2 separate regions of the Mus musculus genome follow, and region 2 is linked to region 1. A link is a contact called in public HiChIP or PLAC-seq data. All regions are on one chromosome and are shown on one strand. The core of a region is the stretch at or near the end of the contact, and the rest is flanking DNA. Distances in the headings are between cores, read along the strand shown.

Region 1 (4,209 bases), core at 51-2,550:
CTCTGAGGAGAGAGGCTGGTCTCAAGTTCCTGCCAGGGTACCCTCAGGGGCAGCCTGGCTACTCTGGTGTGACTTGGTCTCTTAGAAGTTCTTCTTTAGGCCAGAGGTCAAATGTAAGTATCTGGAGGGAGAAAAGGATGTTCAGAAACGGGGACAGGGGCACAATTCCAGGGACCCTGCCAGGGCCAGCAGCCTCACCTGAAACCAGGAACCAGGCACACCCTGGAAGTCAACATGCTTTGTTTAGCTCCTTCCTGAATTGACCTGTCCCTGGGCCTCTAGGCTAATTGAAATGGCTGGGTCCAGAGCTCCAACAAGGAGTCAGGGTCCTGCAAATTAACCCATGTTTTCCTCTCAAAATCCCATGTGTGTATGCATCTAAAACCAGATGGCAGCTCACACTTGCAATCTCAGCACCCAGGAGACTGAAGCAGGAAGACTGTAGCAAGTACAAGGACAGCCTGGGCAACAGAGTGAACCTTTATTTAAAAAACAAACAAACTAACTAACAACAATCACCCCAAAATATAAATAATAAAACCAGAAGGAAGCCAGACATGGTGGTTCAAGCCTGTACAATAATCCCAGTGCTTAAGATAATGGGGCAGGGGTATCCCTTACTTAAGATAATGGGGCAGGAGTATCCCTTACTTAAGTGCAAGGGTTCAAGAGCAGCCTGGGCAACACAGAAGATCCACACAGAAAATAAAAACAAGGAAGTACATGAAAACTAGGAGGATATAACACAAACAAACAAACAGGTGCAGGCAAGGATAGGCTATAGATAAGACATGCCACAGAGGAAGCTACAGATAGGGATATTTAGATCTGGGGATTGCAGTAGATTAGGAGCTGTAGATAAATAGATAATAAAATGCAAGCCTAGGCTCCACGCTTCTCCTCAGACTCTTTCCCATCGTCTATGCTAATAAGCTTCTACATCTGCAAAGGTTTTCTTCTCATTTCATTGTAAGTTGGTAGCCAAAAGAGCAGCAGGTGTCGTAGGGTGTCATGGGGACTCAGGTAAAGCTATGGAAGTGTCCCCTCACCCTGGGCAGGAAGATTGCCTTCTTGGGGGCAAGCTGGTCCCTTCCTTCCACCTTTCATCCTACACCCTGTGGTTCCTCACAACCTGTGGCTCTGACTGTGGCCTCTGCAGGTCTCCCCAGGGTCCTCACTCACCCCAGTACTTACTGATTGGGCTGTGGGGACAAATGTTGGCTCCAACTCCAGCAGGGGAAGAGTCACGGCCAGGAGCAGCTGGGAGAGAGCTAGAGAGGACATGGCTCAACGCAGCAGTCCCTAAAGCCCTCCGGCTGTTCCAGGATGCAAATTTCCTCCCCCCACCCCCCCCCACCCCCCGCCCCAGCTGGCAGGGCTATTACTGAAGGAAGGGAGGAAAGATCAGAGGGAGCCAAGGTGAGTTGACAGAGCAAGTGTCACAGCCTGTGATTCGGGCAGATATGCTTCCAGGTCACTGGGGCCACCTGGACCCCCACATGATTCTGTGAGAGGAGTGTGCCTTGGTTCTCCTGGGCAGGCGGAGGGGACACAGGTACCACGTCACAAAAAACAACAGGTCACAGAGGCAGGTTCAGGCATGGTCCCCAGGGCCTAGGAAACTTGGATCATTTTGGAATGCCTCCAGGAAGCTAGACCTTCAAAACTGAACCAAGGTTAGAAAAGACTATAAAGGGGGCAGCAAGATGCCTCAGAGGGTAAAGGAGCTTGCCGCCAAACTCCACAGCCTGAACTGGTCCCTGGAACACACATGGTACAAGAAAGCCAGCTCTTGTTCCATCAAACACCTTGAATCCGTCCCCTGTATTTGTATGTCAGAATACCTCAGGCTGGGTTGAAGAATAGAAAATTACTGGCCTCTTGTGAGAACATGAATTTTTTACCTCGGAGCCCACCCCCTCCCATCTAGAGATTGTTCCCAGAACACTCCTAAACTTTTCACCCCAAAACTCCTCACCCTAAAGTTTGAACCCTCCCAACTAAAAACTGTTCCAAAAACATTTTTGAGATAAAGGCCTCCTGGAACAACCTCAAAATGAACCAGGTACTCCTTAGTTACGTAGGTTCCTTGATAGGACATGACTCCTTAGTTACGTAGAATCCTTTGGCAGAACCCCTTGTCCCTTGGCAGAACTCCCTAGTGATGTAAACTTGTACTTTCCCTGCCCAGTTCTCCCCCTTTGAGTTTTACTATATAAGCCTGTGAAAAATTCTGGCTGACCGTCGAGACTCCTCTACCCTGTGCTAAGGTGTATGAGTTTCGACCCCAGAGCTCTGTGTGCTTCCATGTTGCTGCTTTATTTCGACCCCAGAGCTCTGGTCTGTGTGCTTTCATGTTGCTGCCTTATTAAATCTTGCCTTCTACATTTTATGTATGGTCTCAGTGTCTTCTTGGGTACGCGGCTGTCCCGGGACTTGAGTGTCTGAGTGAGGGTCTCCCCTCGAGGGTCTTTCAGGGTAATTTTTTGTTTTGATTTGTTTTACAAGACAAGGTTTCTCTGTGTAGCCCTGAATGTCCTAGAACTCACTGTGTAGATTGGACTGGCCTCAAACTCAGAGATCCATTTGCCTCTGCCTCCCCAGTGCTGGGATTAAAGGTGTGTGCCACCACAACTGGCAGGCAGGGTTTTGTAACAAATAGAAATGTATTTGGCTTACTGTCTTGGGTCTTGAGGGGTTGCATCTTTTGGGGGTCTTCACACGTGGCAGGAACATGGTACAAGAGAGCATCTTGGGAGCCAGAGGGCCAAACTCTTTTCTTTTTTGGATAGGGCCTTACTATCCTCGGATTCACTATATGGACCAGGCTGGCCTTGAACTTACAGACCAGGCTAGCTTTGGACTTACAGAGATTTGCCTGCCTCTGTCTCCAGGTGCTGCGATTAAAGGCTGTTGACATAATTAAAAAAAAAAAAACATTTTGGGCAGATGAGATCGTTCTGTGGTCAGGATCACTGGCTGTTCCCCAAAGGCTCCAGGGACCCACGTGGCAACTCACAAGCATCTGTAATTCCAGCCCCAGAGGATCTGATGCCCTCTTCTGGCCTCTTCAGGGTACTACATGCATGTGGAGCATAGACAAATACATGCAGGCAACACACATGGATAAAATGAAAAATAAAGGGAAAAAACCTTTAAAAACGAAAACTTTTGAGAAACTTGTAATTTATAAGTGGAAAGTCCATGCTAGTTAGAGTACGCATCGAAGTCTGCCCTCAGTTACTTACTAAATGAAGCAGTGTGTCCAGACACCTAAAACCTATGAAATACCCATCGACTCATTAGTAACTTCACAATGGAGATCAGCTCTGGGGACAAAAGTGGGAGAGGTGGCGAGGAGCTGTGATGAACAAGGTAAAAGCTTTGAACTACACATGGCAGACAGTTGACACCATTAACTCCTGGCGCTGGGTGTATGGAGGCCAAGTGTCTGACTGCACTTTACAGTTAGCATGGAGGATGATGTACGGGGAGGGGGAGGAGCCTTTCTAGTCACAGTTTGGATCCACAGAGAAATCTGAAAATTGTCTTTTTTTTTCTCTGAGAGGTAAGTTTGGTTTTGTGTGTGTGTGTGTGTGTGTGTGTGTGTGTGTGTGTGAGAGAGAGAGAGAGAGAGAGAGAGAGAGATGAACACAGAGACGTGAGTTTCATCATGGTATTTTCACACATATTTACCCTGATATTTTATTTCTATTCATCTCTGTCCTCCACTGCCCCACCTTCTTGCTGGTCACCTTCTTCCTCACAAATAGCCCCCTTCTGATTTCATGTCTTACGTATTGATTTGTTTGTTTGTTTGTTTGAGACAGGGTCTCACTGGCTAGCCTGGAACTCCCTATATAGACCAGGCTAGTCTGACCTCATGAAGCCTGTCTGCCTCTGCCTGCTGAGTACAGGGATGAAAGGAGTACACCACACCCAGCATGGCGCATGCGCACGCGGCACTGCTGTCCTCTCCCCCAGCCCTTCCTCTCCTCCCCATCTCTCTCCCTCTCCCTCTCTCTCTCTTACACACACACACACACACACACACACACACACACACACACGTCTGCAGGAGAGAAAACATCCAGTCTTTGTCACTCCGAGACAAGTCTGGTTTACTTTGCTGTGACCTGAGGTTCTACCTACTTTTCTGCAAATGTCATGACTTCATTCTGTCCGTGCACCACAGTTTATTTATCCTAG
Region 2 (4,395 bases), core at 175-2,674, 660 kb after region 1:
TGATGATACCTGTGACAGCAGGGATTGGACAAAGGACCATGTGGTGTCTGAGTAGAGGGAAACAGCATCTGAAAAAGGAACTGACTGCTGATCAGCACAGATACCTTCCTTGCCAAATACATTCCATCTCAGAACCCCTAAGACAGGCAGCTATGGCTGGGCCTAAAGGGGATGGAGGACACCAGAAGGCTGCAAGGGTTGGTCATCCCTCACCTGCCTTCTTTCTCTGTGACCCATCCTTCACACAGGCCTGGGTGCTGTTTTTTAAGGGTCATGTCACCTTTTCCCTCTCCAGTTTCTAGAGTCTAGAGAATAAACTCCAGATTTGGCGGTCATGATCCTTTTCCAATTGTATGAAGTCATGTCGAACTACTTTCAGTTTTGTTATATAGTCTACCACTCTAGACCTTTGCCTAAATTAATAAAGCCATACGATTGAAGCAGTCTCTCCACAAGCCATGATCCCCAACCAATGAAAATTCTCCCTTCCTGGGAGTCATCTCAACTGCCACCTGTTTCAGAAACCACTTCCCTCCCTCTCCTAGGGCTTCAAGCATCCTTCAGCTGAATAATTTACCCTGTAAGAAAAGTGGACCACTCCTTGTCAGTGATGGTTTATGTCTTTAATCCCAGCACTCAGGAGGCAGAGGCAGTCAGATCTCTTGAGTTCAAGGCCAGCCTGGTTACAGGGAGAGTACCAGGACAGCCAGCTCTACACAAAGAAACCCTGTCTAAAAAAAAGTAACCAAGGAGGTTTGGGGGGGATAATGTGTACAGCAGTGCGGGAGCATGAGTTCCACACAAGCACACTAAGCAACATATTTCCTTAAATGTGATATTTTCATTGCTGTTTTATCATTCATCATGCTCCCTAGCTGGGATCATTCAAGTTTTGTAGGCCGTCTAGGGTCGGGACCTTGCTGTGTGATTCTTTCAGTCTAGGGCTGAACATCTGGAACATGGCATGAGCCAGAGCCTGTCCTTTCCTGGCTGCCTCCAAAGGGATCATGGCCTGGCTGCCCCAGACTTTTCTCGCCCTGCCATTGAGCTACTCTACTAAGTTTTCTCAGTCTTTCTGCCGCTCTACTTTTCTCCCCCAAGTCTGCATCGTCCCACTCCTCGGCAATTAAGTTTGTTGGCCGCCAAATACGAAGTTTAATTGCTAACAGACTACTACTTTCTAAGAAGTAAGAACACATTTATTCCTCAAATTCTCCCGAGGTGAGAACTATTTTCATTCCATCCTTCAGGAGCATTGCAAAGATAAGAAAAAAGGGAACAGTCCCATTTCCATGCGGGTCAGAGGCGAGCCCGCCCGCAGGTGCAGGGTAGGGATTTTTGCGCCCCAGGGGCGGAACCTGGCCGCCGCCATCACTCCCCAGGCGCTCGGCGCGGCGCCGTGGCGCGAACGGACTACGAATCCCAGGGTGCCTTGCGGCGGCGGAGGCAGCAGACGTGGCACCGCGCGGAGGTTGTCCGGGGCCGAAAGCCGGGAGGTGGTGGAGCTGAAGTCATGGCGGCCAGATCAGCGGGTAGCGGTGGCTGGGAGGTGGTGAAGAGGGGCCGGCGACCTGGAGCAAGCAGCGGTGGGCGAGGCGGCGGCGGTGGCAGTGACCGCCGGGCGCTCGGGGAGGCAAATGGAGTGTTGAAATACGACCTGAGCTGTGAGTATCCGCCGCCGCCCACCTGGGCCTGTGGGGCAGGGGCACGGCGGACAGCTGCGGGAGCCGGGAGCCGATCCTCGGGAGCCCGGCCACGGTGACTCAGGGACAGCACGAGGAGAGGTGGTCATCTCCGCTGCATAGGTCGGAAGCGGAGGTCCAGAGAAGCCGATTTTCGAGTCTGAGGAGACTGGAATTCCGATCTCTATCTGTCCAAGCCTTTGCACACAACCCTCTCAGCTGCCCCGGCCCTCACTGGCCAGGTGTCTGAGCCACGGAGCAGAGGCATCTGGGATCCTACATGGAGCCCCTTCTTATATAACCAGCAGGTGTGAGAGGAGTGGATGAGAAGGCCAGCACTGGGATGAATAGCCCGACATATTCTCCAACCAGGAGTTAATTTCAGTGTCACCTGTCCCCACAATCTCCAGAGAGGGAGAAAAATTTTGCCACTTGTTGAGTATATAGAGTTGTCATCTCAGAACTAAGAAGAATTGGGGGTGGAGGCCGTGCTGGAAAAAGTGTGGTCTAGTTCCCATATACTTTAATTGTTTAATAAAGAACTGGGAGGGCCTGGGACCTGACTGTGGTGGTTGAAATCAGCCACCCGGAGGGCTCTTTCCTGTTTTTCTAAGCTGCTTCCAAGGAAGAGAGGGCTTGGGCCAGAATCTCCCTCTAAATGACTTAGGTGCCTCTACAAAGAAGAGACCACTGTACAGTGGGATCTGGGGTCTTAAGGGTGGCCTGCTGTTTTCTACCTGTCTTCATTCCAGCACCAATCCAGACTACAAGCACTCTTTATGAGCGTGGCTTTGAGAAAATCATGAAACGGCAGAATAAAGAGCAAGTTCCACCCCCTGCTGCAGAGTCTAAGAAACCGATAAACAAGAAGCAACCAAAGAAGGTGACAGCTGTTCCTAGCCAAAACCAGAAACAGGGCCCATTCCGACGCCTGGAGGACGCACTGAAAGCGGTAAGTGTGCCTAGGCTTGGGGACTGAGAAAATGGGGACTTGGGACACTCAGGGGTGTTCCAGACAATATGGAGATGTGGAAGGAAAGAATGCGTGCACTTAGAATAGAAAGAATGTTGGTATTTGTCAGAAACATAGGTGAGCAGGAAGATGGAAATCCCAAGAACAAGATGGAGACATTAGAAAAGCTGGTTTGGAGCCAGGCGTGCTGCCGCACGCCTTTAATCCCAGCACTCGGGAGGCAGAGGCAGGCGGATTTCTGAGTTGGAGGCCAGCCTGGTCTACAAAGTGAGTTCCAGGACAGCCAGAGCTGTACAGAGAAACCCTGTCTCGAAAAACCAAAAAAAGAAAAGAAAAGAAAAGCTGGTTTAGATTCTCAGCTCCACAGAAGCAGTGGTCTCTCGTCTCCTGTCTTGCCCTCTGTTCTTGCCCTTGAACATGAACAGGTCCTACATCGCAATGTGGGGCACTGAGATCATCATTCTCAAGGGTCCCGCCCCAGGCTTTCTTAGGATCTGGATCTGGCAAAATTGTAGGATTCCACATATGAAAACCTCCTTTAGCCACTTTCCTACCCCTGTCCCACTCCCCTTCCTCTTACAATTCACCATGGAAGTCTCTGCCCTGACAGCTGGATGTGGCAGCTCTGCAGAAGGAACTGGACAAGAGCCAGAGCGTGTTCACTGGGAACCCCTCCGTGTGGCTGAAGGACCTGGCCAGCTATCTCAACTACAAGCTCCAGACTCCACGGATGGAGCCCACTCTGAGCCAGTATCCACATGGTTAGTCCCCTACCCCTCAGCTTAGATAAGGCCAAGGACATTCTCAGAGGTTTGATGTTCCTAATAGTCCTGGGTCTCCTTGGGGGAGAGCAAGCCAGCCTTCATGCAAGGGCATCTGGTCCTAGCACTCACAGAGGCCGATGGCCCCAGATTATCCCTACAGCCTTGTGAGCCGAGAGCTACGTGGGATCATCCGGGGGCTCCTGACCAAAGCTGCAGGGTCTGTGGAGCTCTTTTTTGACCACTGTCTATTCACCATGCTGCAAGAGCTGGATAAAACACCAGGTGAGAGCGCCCTATGGAGGATGACCGTCTTGAGAGCAGAACTTCTGTTTTTCCTGCCTTCAGCGTGGTCATCAGTTCCCTTTACAATAAGAAAAGTGCTAATCTACACATTTTTGGAAAGGGAAGTGATTAGGAATTCGACTCACTTCTGGAAATAAAAAAGTGTAGGATGTCAGGTCATATGAGTAAATCTGAGAACCGAACCCATCTCTCTAGGGGAGTCGCTACATGGGTACCGCATCTGTATTCAAGCCGTTCTGCAAGACAAGCCTAAGATTGTCACCTCAAACCTGGACAAGGTGAGAGGCCTGGATGGTGCTGGGGACACAAGGGGTAGGACTAGAGGACCAGACAGACCACTGGGCTTGGAAAGAAACAGCAAATAATACATTAGCATTCCCCACGCGTACTCTACTAGATAAGGGTGGCCCGTGTGTTCATTTTATCCATGGAATGGGTGGGCCATAGAGGTCCCCTAGCTCCCCTAGAATTTGTCAGGCGGTTTGAAACAAGTGGGGGAAGCTGTCACGACTCACTATGTGGCACTGCAGTAGAGTTGTGCTGTCCTTGACACCTGCCCCACAAGGATCTATAGTGCTCCTGGTGCACGGCCCTTTAACCTGCCCTTTCTCCTCACCTCCTCAGTTCCTAGAGCTTCTGCGGTCCCACCAGAGCCGACCAGCAAAGTGCCTGA

What was found. HiChIP or PLAC-seq counts read pairs in DNA pulled down with a chosen protein or histone mark.
Region 2: a contact with region 1 is called in an H3K4me3 HiChIP or PLAC-seq map of bone marrow-derived macrophages, with 7 times the contacts expected there. The contact joins the promoter of Tmem214 here to the promoter of Adgrf3 in region 1. A contact is called at or near these places in 2 of 39 promoter capture datasets (hippocampal neurons and pre-B cells), 4 of 484 Hi-C or Micro-C datasets (the G1E-ER4 cell line, cerebral cortex and cortical neurons) and 2 of 115 datasets of contacts at active chromatin or transcription factors (bone marrow-derived macrophages and forebrain).

Annotation. Positions count from the first base shown.
Region 1 is chr5:30,204,422-30,208,630 of GRCm38.p6, forward strand. It overlaps Adgrf3 (adhesion G protein-coupled receptor F3), which reads right to left and starts at 1,301. Exons shown (of 14, transcript NM_001014394.2): 1 at 1,195-1,301. The coding sequence starts at 1,284.
Region 2 is chr5:30,868,155-30,872,549 of GRCm38.p6, forward strand. Tmem214 (transmembrane protein 214) reads left to right here and starts at 1,425. Exons shown (of 17, transcript NM_144525.4): 1 at 1,425-1,664; 2 at 2,435-2,634; 3 at 3,266-3,416; 4 at 3,567-3,701; 5 at 3,918-4,000; 6 at 4,347-4,395. The coding sequence starts at 1,514.